Linked DNA regions of Pan troglodytes: region 2 is linked to region 1. The links are chromatin contacts, called in public Hi-C maps. All regions are on one chromosome and are shown on one strand. Each heading gives the region's core, a stretch centred on a gene start, on an enhancer-like site or on the middle of the called end of the contact. The rest is flanking DNA. Distances are from core to core; before and after follow the strand shown. Region 1 overlaps SPIDR (scaffold protein involved in DNA repair). Region 2 holds the start of CEBPD (CCAAT enhancer binding protein delta).

Region 1 (5,857 bases), core at 1,870-4,369:
TTAGGGCCCAGGAGAGTGCCACTTATAGACTGGCATTTTGGCAACTGTGATGAACTCCCAGTTTTATACCTTGGATATCTTTCTCTAGTAACATATTACAACATCTAACAGACAAAAAAGCAAGTCGCATAACTTTTCAGCCTACTTTCACATTTATTTTCTTACTTCCTCTTTAGATAACTGTATGGTATTCATAAAACTAGATTCTTACAGATGAGGAAAGAAATTCAGAAAAGGTAATTAACTTTTCTGGGGCAGAACTAGGTCTACAACGTATATCTCTTGACTTCTTGTCCTCTTTTGTTACAACAAATACCGTGGTGGCACGTGGATGTGTGCATGCATATAATATGATGCACTCACACATACGTGACACACACACCACACATCACATACCACTTATGCACATACCACACACATGCACACACACACACACACGACACACACTTAACACACATCTGTACACCACACACACTCCCTATCCAGAAACTACAATTTGTGTCATGTCAAATGTTGATGCTCCTAAAAACAGCATGTATTATTAAGAAACTCAAATACAGCAATTTCTTTTGTTTGGATGAAGGTAAAATCTGCATTTCGATTTCAGCTATAATCATTACTTGCAATGTGGGGGGTTTTTTTCCTAAAAATTCTCACCTCAGAAGTTGCCCAAAACTCAACTCATGAAGGAATCTTCAGTCTCATTATTAATCAAAAAAAGTTAAATTAAAATATCTTGGCAAAATGTCTGTGTCAACTCTATGTGTAATTATGTGTGCACACACAAATGCTGACAGAGTTACAGTGCGGAGGCTGAAATGTGTAATTGTCTTACTGAGTACAGTTCTTTTGGAAATTAGCATAGCAATATGTAGCAAATGTCAAAAGAAATTGCATACTTAATCTAGATGTCCATGCCTGCAAGTTTATTCCAAGGAAATTGTTTAGCATAAAAAAATTATGTGCATAAAGCATTTTTTTTGCAATAGAACTCTTCTCTCCCTCCCAAAAATTATTTTAAAGTTTTAGAGTTTCATAAAGTATGAAAGATCATAATATATTAAATAGAATGGGGAAATATTCAGTAGAGTATTTGCAAAAAAAACCAAAATGTTGTGTATAATGTAGTTGCACAAACAGTTAACAAATATACTTGTTGAATTGTTGATAGAGTCTAGGAAGTTACAAGTGAAAAATTGTATAAGAATTATGTGTATGTTTGGAATTTTTTGCAATAATTACAATCTTCAGTTTCTATGTCTATATAATATTTCTTTTTAGTGAAAATACATCCACTACTTGTTTTTGGTTGTTTTTATTTTTTTCATTAAAGTCCATTGATCATCACAAAAACCCAGGAAATACAACTAAGGAGAAAACAAATGTTCAACCAACACCTAAGAACCCAGAGCTGTGGAGGAGATGTCACACTGGACTACTGGTGTGCACAAGGGGGCAGGAGGGATGATCCCCATGGGGCATGGCCACTGGCTGTGGGAAACACAGGAGAGAGGCCAGGCAGCTGCCTGGGCAGTTAGGTTCACCACTGCATGATGGCAGCATTGAGCAGGTTGGCTTCCTTCAGGGTCCAGCTCTCGTCAGCCAGCTCTTTGTTTGGGAAAGTAGTCATGAGGATAAAGCTGGTGGCAGCCATGGCTGGCTGGGCATCCACAATGAAGAGTTGGATGTTGCTGATCCTGTGGCTGTGGTTAAATTTCTGCACCAGCCTCCCACCGTCTGCAAGCCGAATTTGGATGTTTGTGGTAGTCTCTGATTTGACGATTAAGATGGAAGAGTTGGCTTTGGCTTCATTTTCTGCCAGTTGGACTGGAGAGATGGTACTCAACACCTAGGGGGCAGTGCTGCTCGGTGTCTGACCGTCGCCAGTGAAGGGCTTTGAAGGCTTATTTGGACTTCATAAAGTCCTCGTCCTGATGGTCCTCCATATCCAAGTTCGCCTGTCCACTGTGAGCTAGCCTCCACAGCTCTGCTGGCACCTCCCTTCTGTGGATAGACTCCAGAAACTGGGCATCGGATGGGTCTCAGTAGCTTCTGAGTTCTCCATTATCCAGGCTGAATCCACTCTTGCAGAGTTTCAGTACTACATGAACATCTTGGCTGGAATGATGTCTCTTTTCTCCTGCCACATAAGCAGACTCTTCCTCTGGTGCTGCCCCAAGGCCATAGCCATCTCCGGCAAATGGTCTTGGTGTACTGGTCTCTCCAGGTCTGTTGGTCACTCGCTCCACAGCTACAGCTCCATGCTCTTTGGCACCTTTAAAGAGATCATCCACCAGCTCATTGGAACTCTTCTTTCTGGGAGGGCCAACAATCTGCTGTCCACTTCTCTCTGAGGCCCCAGCATAAAACCTCTGGCCTTCCTCCTCTTCCTCATCCTCATCTTGGTCATGAGTGAGATCTCTAAAGGATGTCACTCTATTATCACTAGGGGCTGTGCCTCTGGACACTGAACTGGGGGTTGCCTGTGAAATGGTTATGATGTCTTCCCCTCTGTCCTCATAAAAGCTCGCTAGCGCAATCTGCAAGTCCCAGGTAGCCGACTTGAGGAAGAAGCAGGCCCGGTCCTGCTCGGTGCCCATCACCCCCACGAACTCTCTCAGCGACTTCTGTTGCTCCGCTGCCGTCTTCATCCCATGCGCCTCCCCACATCCACTACTTTCTTATCGTTTCTAAAGCATCCTTGAATGGGACTTTTGTCTTTCTCCTGAGAGGGAGCTTAGCGACTGGGTTGTTGAGGATGGTTTAATAGAGGGGGATGTGCTAGCTGAAACCCAAACTCTTGTGTTGTTCGTCTCACCCTGTCTACACACTGTTGCCTATGGTGATTGGGCCGCTGAGGATTGTTGTTAATCAGTTTTTACTTGTTTTTCTCCTCCCCCAAGTCCAAAAGTGTTTTGAAGATAAACAGTAAATATGGCTTATAAAGCCAGCTCTGTTCCCCCTCTCTCTGTTTTGGGAGGAAGACATTGTGCATTTTTAGAGCATAACATGAAGGAGGTTTTAGTATAATATGATTTAGTGCAGGCCTCAGCTGCTATCTCTCCCAGCGGTTTTGCTGGAGGCTGGAGCTTCCCGACAGCCCTGACCACGGAGAGGTGGAATGTGGCGCTGACGTCACGGCCGCTCCTGGGAATGTTTTGCATTCCTCTTCCTGGCAGTGGTCAGGTGGCTTCCAGCAAGAATGAAGGACAGCAGCTTCCAAAGAAGAAAAAAAGAGAGGAGGAAAAGGACAGTTTATAATCAAAGTATTGCGGGGGAGGCACTTTTATTCTGAGCCAAAATTGAAATTAGAACCAGATGTCTTGCATTCCAATGCGGCACGAATGTTAAATAAATTTATTAATGACTGTAATAACTAAGCTATTTGGCTTTTTACTGAACTTAAGTCTTGAAATTCTGTAAGAATTATGGAAAAACGACTTCTTGTAGTTGACATTTTAACTATGAAAGCAGCTTTCTGACTGTAAAAGCAAGGACCCTGATGAAATAACCCTCTAGTTAATCTACAGGCTGTTTTAAGGTCTGTTAATATTCTGAAAGGTCACTTCTGAAACATAAAATCTCTGTAATCTATTAACATAGTTTGTGCTGTTCAAACAAATTTAAGCCAATCATTGAGAGAGGTAAACTCTGTTTTAGCATCTGCTGCAGAATGTCTTTTCTCAAAATATTTACACTTCCAATGTTATTTCTGTACATTACTGCTCAAACCAGATATTCAAAACAAAACAGATTCTTAACAAACAGGTTTTGCCCAAGTCTTACAACTCTGCAATAATATGTGTAATAGAAAAATAGACAGTAATTGAAAAGTTTGTGTTTTTCTTGTCTTCCAGCCACTAAAGTACCTCTGTTCAAAATCACTATACGGGTTTAGCTAATTACAATCTATACGTCTGTATTTTAAAATAAAATGTTATACTTTTTAAAAAAAACTTGATGTCTTTCAGTAGATTTGGACTCATTTTGATATAACAGCAGTTACATTAACAACAATTCTCCAGTTTAGGTGAAATCTGTTTGAATACTTCCTGTTATACATTGAAATGGAAAGTTGGCTTCCTCTTGTAGGTCATGTTGCTGGTGAGGAATTTCCAGAAATCTGGAGAAGTGCTGACTCATAGTATACAGTAGACTGATCCAGCAACAGTAGGACTTGAGGGGGTTTTTTGAGCTATTGGCTGAGGCAAGCAAAATATGTGGCTGTAATGTTTCATTTTATTTTTAGATATAAGGGTGAGGGAGGAGGAGAGACTATTGCTTGGCATGGGATCTATGTTAATAGCTTTAAAATGGCTACAAGTTCTAGGGTTAGAGGTGTGTCTAAATGTGTGTTTTCCTACAGTCTATTATTAGAATTTGGAAAACAGGTTGTTTTTGCTATAGTCACCCTACTGTTGTTCTCTCTGCCTCTTGCCCACAGGTGAACCATGTGCCTTCTTGGGCTGTGGTTGGTGACTCACCATGGGTTCTATAATGTGAAAGTCACATAGTACTTGCATTCAGGAGAGTGCTGCAGAAAAAGGTCCATGGCATTGCACCTTTTGTATCTGATCAAAAGTCCCTGAATCTAATAATAACAATTTAAGTATTAGCTGACAGGAGTACAGAGAAAAACTAGCATTTGTTGCCTTTAATATGCCTGCTTGTGTCCTGTATATTTTACATTCGTTAAGTTGTCTGACTCTGAAGTTACTGATTGAGGTTATTTTCATTCATTTGATATAGAAATGACTGCTAGATTGGGTTTGGTACAGGGATTTCTAAAACAAAAACTCACCACCTAAACTCATCCCTGGTCTCATAAAGTTAATATATCCCAAATGCACTTATCTATCAATTCTACAAACATGCACTCACTGCTCTGTGTTGGTGCTGATGACATGGAGAAGAGGAAAATGTGCTCCTTGTTACCTGTTTGAGGGGAGGGAGGCGCTGGGAGCCCACTGCAGGGGATGTGTCTACAGAAATATGTATAGTGTTACTTTTCAGTTACTATGGTAGAAATCTAAGGAAACAGTGAGGCATAAAAGAGGGGTATGCTCAAATCTGTGCTAAAGTCTGTGGAAGTGGTTTTTTGGATGTGATTCTGAGGCTGTCAGAGTTACTGATTGAAAGTAATTTGAATAGGCAATGTTAGGAGAGACATAAAAAATAGAAATCAGAATATGATGAGGGAGATAAGGGAAATATAAGTATTTAGGTGACTGATATTAAGATATCTGAAAAGGAAAAACAAATAAACAATATACTACAAATTATATTTGTATGTGCTTTGAGGCCAACACCCAAAACAGCACACATGGTTTCACAAGCACCTCTGACTGCTTTCAAAGGCTGTAAAAGGCTATGCTTTTCAAAGACATTCTACCCTTATGTTTCTGAGGTTTATATTTTTCATCATTTCTGAGGAATTTGAATGGCTATTTGTTAATCATAAGGATTCACAAAATCATAGAAATTATTTTAAACACGATTTCCTGTTTTCTTTAAAGTTCAACAAAAGGAAGAGCATATGTCCTCCTTTTGAACAGAGGTCCCAGGGCAGGGTAGGGGATGGAAATGGGAGGCTGGGCCACACTGTGCTGTGGAGGCTTAACCTCCACATCTGACCCCCACTAGCCTTCAACTGATTCTAGTGTGCTTTCTGACAATAGCCCATTACTTAAATTTTCTATCTGCCAGTTTCTTCTGCTAAAAGATCTTCTGCTAAAGAAACCAGTGACCTATTTTGGTGCTTATGAGGAATTACTTACAGAATTAAGCTCATAGTTCAAAATATGAGGGATTGTTCTCTGCTTTTTTAAGTGTGTGTTCTCCAAACACTTAGCAAAGA
Region 2 (5,857 bases), core at 1,556-4,055, 230 kb after region 1:
CACCCGACCAGCTGCATTGGATTGGAGGAAATCGAGCTTCTGAGTGCAGGAGGGGCCTCTGCAGAACACTAGCGGTTGCCGCAGGATCTGTGAACTTTGCAATGTGGCTGCAAGGGTGGTGGTGGTGGTGGTGGTGATTTGGGGTAGTTATTTGTTAACTATGGACACAGTGAACGTAGTTTACGATCTTGAAATGAAACTTAGATTTTTCTGGGGAAATGTTCAGATACAGTTTTGTGAACTGTAAATCAAAATACCTTTTTCTACAGTTTATCTTTTATTTTCTGCAAATTTAGGAACATATTTACTCTTGTTTTCACATTGAATCTTAAGTTTAAGCTCTTCATTTGGTATTTAGGCAATATATGAGAAAAAAATTTTTTGTTCATTTGTAATTTTAACAAGTTGAACATTTTACCATGATTGAACATGTTTTTATTACAGTATTTGTTTTAACATTCCCCCAAAGAATACCCTGCAAAGTGTAAACCTTTGTCCCATACTGTGATATTACTGTTCTGCTACAATAAATGTCAAACCTAAGCACTTTGCAGTTCACTACTTTTGGGAAAATGTTCTAGGGAACTGTATCACAGGTGAAACTGTTACCCATAAAGTGTAGCTCTCTGAACTGGTGTGATCGTGTCTCTGCTGAATGGTGGTGGGGATAGCTGGCTCCACCACACACACCTGTTTTAATTAGGCTGGGTAATGTGCACGGAGAGCAAAGATCACAGACTAAGGAGCAGTCGGTTATTTGCTTTGCTGGCAGAGATTTAAACCAAGAATTAATTATCTTTGGACACTATAAAGATTTTGTTCCCTTCCTTATAGCAATATAATCATGACAGGCCATGGTTAACTACATCAGATACACGTAGCAGCCGTGACCAAGAAATGGTGCCCTAATACCAAGTGTTCTTGGGTTAAAGGCAGGCGGCTTTTTAATTAAATCTTAAAGCACTGCAATTACTGGCAAGACAGCTGGTCTTAAGCAGTTTTGTGACTGCCCTTTTCATCCACTACATGACTATTCCGGCCTTTCTGGAGCACTTTTGAAAATCTACTTGACTCTGTCCACAAGACTGAGGAAAGTGAAAGCAAAGTCCCAGGAAAGCGGGAGATGATTCAGCCCGGGGTTCTGCCCCTCGCCCCTCCAGCAGCCTCTACAGTTAGGGAGCTCTTGAACTGTTTTCAGCAGGGGCCCCCAAAAAGTCAACCCTTCCCCAGGTTTGCGTTCTTCGGGAGAACACCTTCTGCTGGAAAGCTGCTAGCTTACCTGAGCTCAGCCGTGCTCCACCTAGCTTAGGCAAGTTAAATAAGGCCAGGAGAGAGCCTTTAATGCGTTTTAAAAGCGACAGACCCTCTCTCCTGAGTAGCTCGGGCCTGCGCCCCATCCCCCCGCCCCCCACACACACACACCTGGCGCCCGTGCTCCCTGGTGTTCGCTGGCTGCGGGTCTGGAACGCACCCTTCCCGAGCCGGGTCCTGCGCCACCGGCGGGCGGGCGGGAGTCACTGCGAATATAGGAAGCAGGGGCGATTTCAAATGCTGCTTTATTCTTACAAATACTGTAAAAATTAATATAAAAAAGTGAGCATGCTCAGTCTTTTCCTCTTATCTACAATACAAAGGGTTTGTCTGAAAAGTCTGGTTTTTTTTCTTTTTACAAATGTACCTTAGCTGCATCAACAGGAGTAAGATGTAGAAAAAGCTACCATTACAAAAATAATTTAAGGGAAAATAAACACGTTTAGCTTCTCTCGCAGTTTAGTGGTGGTAAGTCCAGGCTGTAGCTTCTTTGCGCTCCTATGTCCCAAGAAACTGCAGCGGGCACCCGGCGGCTCTGGCTGCGCCAGGGCAGGGCGCGCTCCGCTCCGGGCCGTCGGGTCTGAGGTATGGGTCGTTGCTGAGTCTCTCCCGCCCCGGCCGCGCGTTACCGGCAGTCTGCTGTCCCGGCGGCCGGCAGGAAGGGCGGGCTGGGCAGCTGCTTGAAGAACTGCCGGAGGCCGGCCAGGTCCCGCGTGAGCTGCTCCACGCGCTGGTGCAGCTTCTCGTTCTCAGCCGACAGCTCCACCAGCTTCTGCTGCATCTCCTGGTTGCGCCGCTTGGCCTTGTCGCGGCTCTTGCGCACGGCGATGTTGTTGCGCTCGCGCCGCTGCCGGTACTCGGGGCTGCCGCGGTCCGGGCCCCTCTTGCCGGAGCTCTTCTCCCGGGCGGGGCCGGGCGCGGGGGTCTGCCTGGGGCTGCTGCGCGGCGGCTCCGGCGACGTGGGCGGGGTGGGCTGCCCTGCGGCCGCCAAGCTCACCACGGTCTGTGCGCACGCGGCCACCTGCGCGGGCAACAGCGAGCCGGGCGCGTCGCCGTCGCCCCAGTCGGGCTCGCGCTTGAGCGGGCGCGGAGCGGCAGGGCCCGGGCCCAAGGGGCGCGCGGGGCCGCCGGGAAGAAGCTCCAGGGGCCCCGCGCCGCCCGCCTTGTGATTGCTGTTGAAGAGGTCGGCGAAGAGCTCGTCGTGGCACAGCTCCAGGGTGGGCACGGCGGCCATGGAGTCGATGTAGGCGCTGAAGTCGATGGCGCTCTCGTCGTCGTACATGGCGGGGGCGGCGGCGCCTGGCTCGCCTAGGGCCCCTGGCTCGGCCCCGCGGCCCGGCTTGCCCGCCCGGCCCGGTTCGTAGAAGGGCGCAGGCTCCGCAGGCCAGGGCGCGCCGCGCGCCGGGCCGTCCAGGCTGAAGAGCGCGGCGCTCATGGCGGCGTCGGGCCGGGCTCTGCGTCCAAGCGAGGCTGTCACCTCGCTGGGCCCAGCCCCGCCGCCTTTTCTAGCCCCGGCTGACGTGCACGCCCCGCCCCGACTCCGGCACCGCGGGGGCGCCCCGGGGCCGCGGGGGAAGGGGCGGGGGCGCCCTGGGAGCCCCCCGGAGCCGCCCCGAGGCTTCCCGGGGCGCGCCCTCTCTCAGCTCCTCCCCGGGGCCCCCTCCCCGGCCCTGGGGACCCCCAGCCCACGTTGTAGGAGGGTGCCCGCGCTGCTGCTCCCTCCCCGGCCCGGGCCGGCCCGCGCTGCGCTGCTGGGAATGACACTCCCTCTGCCAGCACTCCAGGGCCTTCTCTTCTTCCTGTTTGTGGGCTTGGAACCTCCTCGCTCCTCGGGGCTGGGAGTGAAATCAAAACCAGGACTTGGCCGCAGCGCGCGCGTCCCAGGCCGGCTTCTGTCGCCGGAGGGCGGGGGGTGGAGACCCGTGGGAGAGGACCCGCGCGTCCAAGGACGCCCCCCGACCGTGGGCACGCGCGTGAGGCCCTCGCCCCGCGCCTCCACCGTGGGACCAGAGGCGGGAAGAGGCGCGGGGGACCAGACGTGGGGACAGCGGCGGCCTGGCAGGCGGGGAGGGCTGCCCGCACCGCACTCGGGCGCCTCGGGGAATCCGGGCCGGTTCTCGCTGCTCTCCTCGGAGGTCCCGGGTCCGGCCGGCCCTGGGGGTCGAGGCCCAGAGACGCGGCTGCTGCGTCCTGACCGAAAGGCCGACGGGACGCTGTCGCCAAAAGCAGAGCAGATGGGGGAGACGCGGTCACGACATCGCGTCCTCCGCCGGCTCCTCGAGGTGCGGGCTCTCCGGCCGGACGCTACTCCCCGACCCCGCAGGCCCGGGCGTCCGCCGCCAGCTCCCGCGCCCGCGTTTCTTCCAGGTCTACGGAAGCAGTGCCATCGTGTGGCGGCATCTTGCGTTAGACCTGTTTTTAGTTCCAGGCTCTTTCCCTGTTAAATATTCCAAAAAAGTGCCTTGAACCTAAAGTAGTTGGGTCCTTTTTGGGAAACAGGTAAGATCTACCAGTAGCTATAGCAGGGTGCAGATGGGCCTCGACTCACCATGGGGTTACATCCCGGTAGACCCATCGCACACTGAAAATGTCTTAAGTAAGAATGGGCTTTGTCATGTGTCCTGCAATTTGAGGCAGGCATTTCTGGTCAGACCCATTTATTATTTTAAATTAAAAATATGGTTTTTTTCAGCCGAGCACAGTGGCTCATGCCGGTAATCCCAGCACTTTGGGAGGCTGAGGTGGGCGGATCACTCGAGGTCAGGAGTTTGAAACCAGCCTGGTCAACATGGTGAAACCCCATTTCTACTAAAAATACAAAAATTAGCCAAGCGTAGTGGCGTGCGCCTGTAATCCCAGCTACTCGGGAGGCTGAGGCAGGAGAATCGCTTGAACCCGGGAGGCGGAGGTTGCAGTGAGCCGAGATCGTTCCATTGCACTCCAGCCTGGGCGACAGAGCGAGACTCCATCTCAAAAAAAAAATTGAGATGGGATCTCACAATGTTGTCCAGGCTGGTTTCAAACTCCTGGGCTTAAGAGATTCGCCGGCCTCAGCCTCCCAAAGTGCTGGGATTACAGGCGTGAGCCACCATGTCTGGCCCAAATCCATTAAATCACTATCGCTAGTCACACCTGCTCCATGTCGAGTCTCTTCCTGCGCAGGCCTCTCACCAGATCTGCGTCGGAACACCAAGCTCTACTAACTGCTGTGCAGTTTCTGCAGTCAGTTCCAGAGGTCATTTCTAACGTTGCACTATGGGATATTTAATAGGTTTCCTAAAGAACAAACATATTTCTTTAGAGTTACTCAGAGGGTACACAATGATGATGTCACACAATTAATTACCTATTAAGACTGAAATCCAGCAATGCGTAGAGTGTGGACTTACGCACATCCAGAAAAAGTTCTAGCACAAATTGTTTTGTTCTCATATATTTCAGAAGCCATAGAAACACTATTAAAGCCCTCCCTAATCAATCACTTAGGGAATGCAAAATCAATATTTATAAGGGATAACCATATCCTCCTAAAAACAACTCAGAGACTATTTTCAGTGAGATGATTTACTGATTCCGATAGTCAATATAGTTACATTTTATTTTTATTTTTATCTTTATTTTTGAGACGGAGTCTTGCTCTGTCGCCAGGCTTGAGTGCAGTGGCGCGATCTCAGCTCACTGCAACGTCCGCTTCCCGGGTTCAAGCGAATCTCCTGCCTCAGCCTCCGGAGAAGCTGGGATTACAGGCCCGTGACACCACACCCAGCTAATTTTTTGTATTTTAAGTAGAGACGGGTTTCACCGTGTTAGCCAGGATAGTTTCGATCTTCTGTCCTCGTGATCCACCCGCCTCCGCCTCCCAAAGCTACATTTATTAACACTAAGTTGAGTTTACATGACAGTGATGCATATTGAGGTGCTTTACAGGAAGCGGTTAGAAAGCTCTTGCCTAGGCCTGGTGCAGTAGCTCACGCTTGTAATCCCAGCACTTTGAGAGGCCGAGGTGGGCGGGTCACCTGAGGTCAAGAGTTCAAGACCAGCCTGGCCAACATGGTGAAATCCTGTCTCTACAAAAATACAAAAATTAGCCGGGCATGATGGCAGGTGCCTGTAACCCCAGCTAACTTGGGAGGCTGAGGCAGGAGAATCGCTTGAACCCTGGAGGCGGAGGTTGCAGTGAGCCGAGATCACACCATTGCACTCCAGCCTAGGCGACAGAGTGAAACTCCGTATCAAAAAAAAAAAAAAAAAAAAAAGGCGGGGCGCGGTGGCTCACGCCTGTAATCCCAGCACTTTGGGAGGCCGAGGCGGGCAGATCACAAAGTCAGGAAATCGAGACCATCCTGGCTAACAAGGTGAAACCCCGTCTCTACTAAAAACACAAAAAATTAGCCAGGCATGGTGGCAGGCGCCTCTAGTCCCAACTACTAGGGAGGCTGAGGCAGCAGAATGACGTGAACCAGGGAGGCGGAGGTTGCAGCGAGCCGAGATCCCGCCACTGCACTCCAGCCTGGGCGACAGAGCGAGACTCCGTCTCAAAAAAAAA

Evidence for each region. Hi-C and Micro-C count contacts between places; a contact is called where the count stands out from the background.
Region 2: a Hi-C map of stem cell-derived neural progenitor cells shows a contact between it and region 1, with 4 times the contacts expected there. The contact joins the promoter of CEBPD here to the enhancer-like site in region 1. A contact is called at or near these places in 2 of 7 Hi-C or Micro-C datasets (blood and stem cell-derived neural progenitor cells).

The regions. Positions count from the first base shown.
Region 1 is chr7:56,056,627-56,062,483 of NHGRI_mPanTro3-v2.0_pri, forward strand. The region is part of intron 8 of SPIDR (scaffold protein involved in DNA repair); the gene reads left to right. It also overlaps the pseudogene LOC464160. Among named protein-coding and RNA genes, the nearest start is that of CEBPD, 230 kb to the right of the region's middle. Within about 2 kb of position 3,120, at least 11 of the 24 cell types and tissues checked have an H3K27ac peak or open chromatin away from gene starts, as enhancers often do. A contact at or near this core is called in stem cell-derived neural progenitor cells, where this site is marked.
Region 2 is chr7:56,281,979-56,287,835 of NHGRI_mPanTro3-v2.0_pri, forward strand. CEBPD (CCAAT enhancer binding protein delta) reads right to left here and starts at 2,806. Exons shown (of 1, transcript XM_003951258.6): 1 at 1,539-2,806. The coding sequence starts at 2,746. The coding sequence ends at 1,937. SPIDR (scaffold protein involved in DNA repair) reads left to right here. Exons shown (of 20, transcript XM_063817068.1): 20 at 1-543. The coding sequence ends at 72.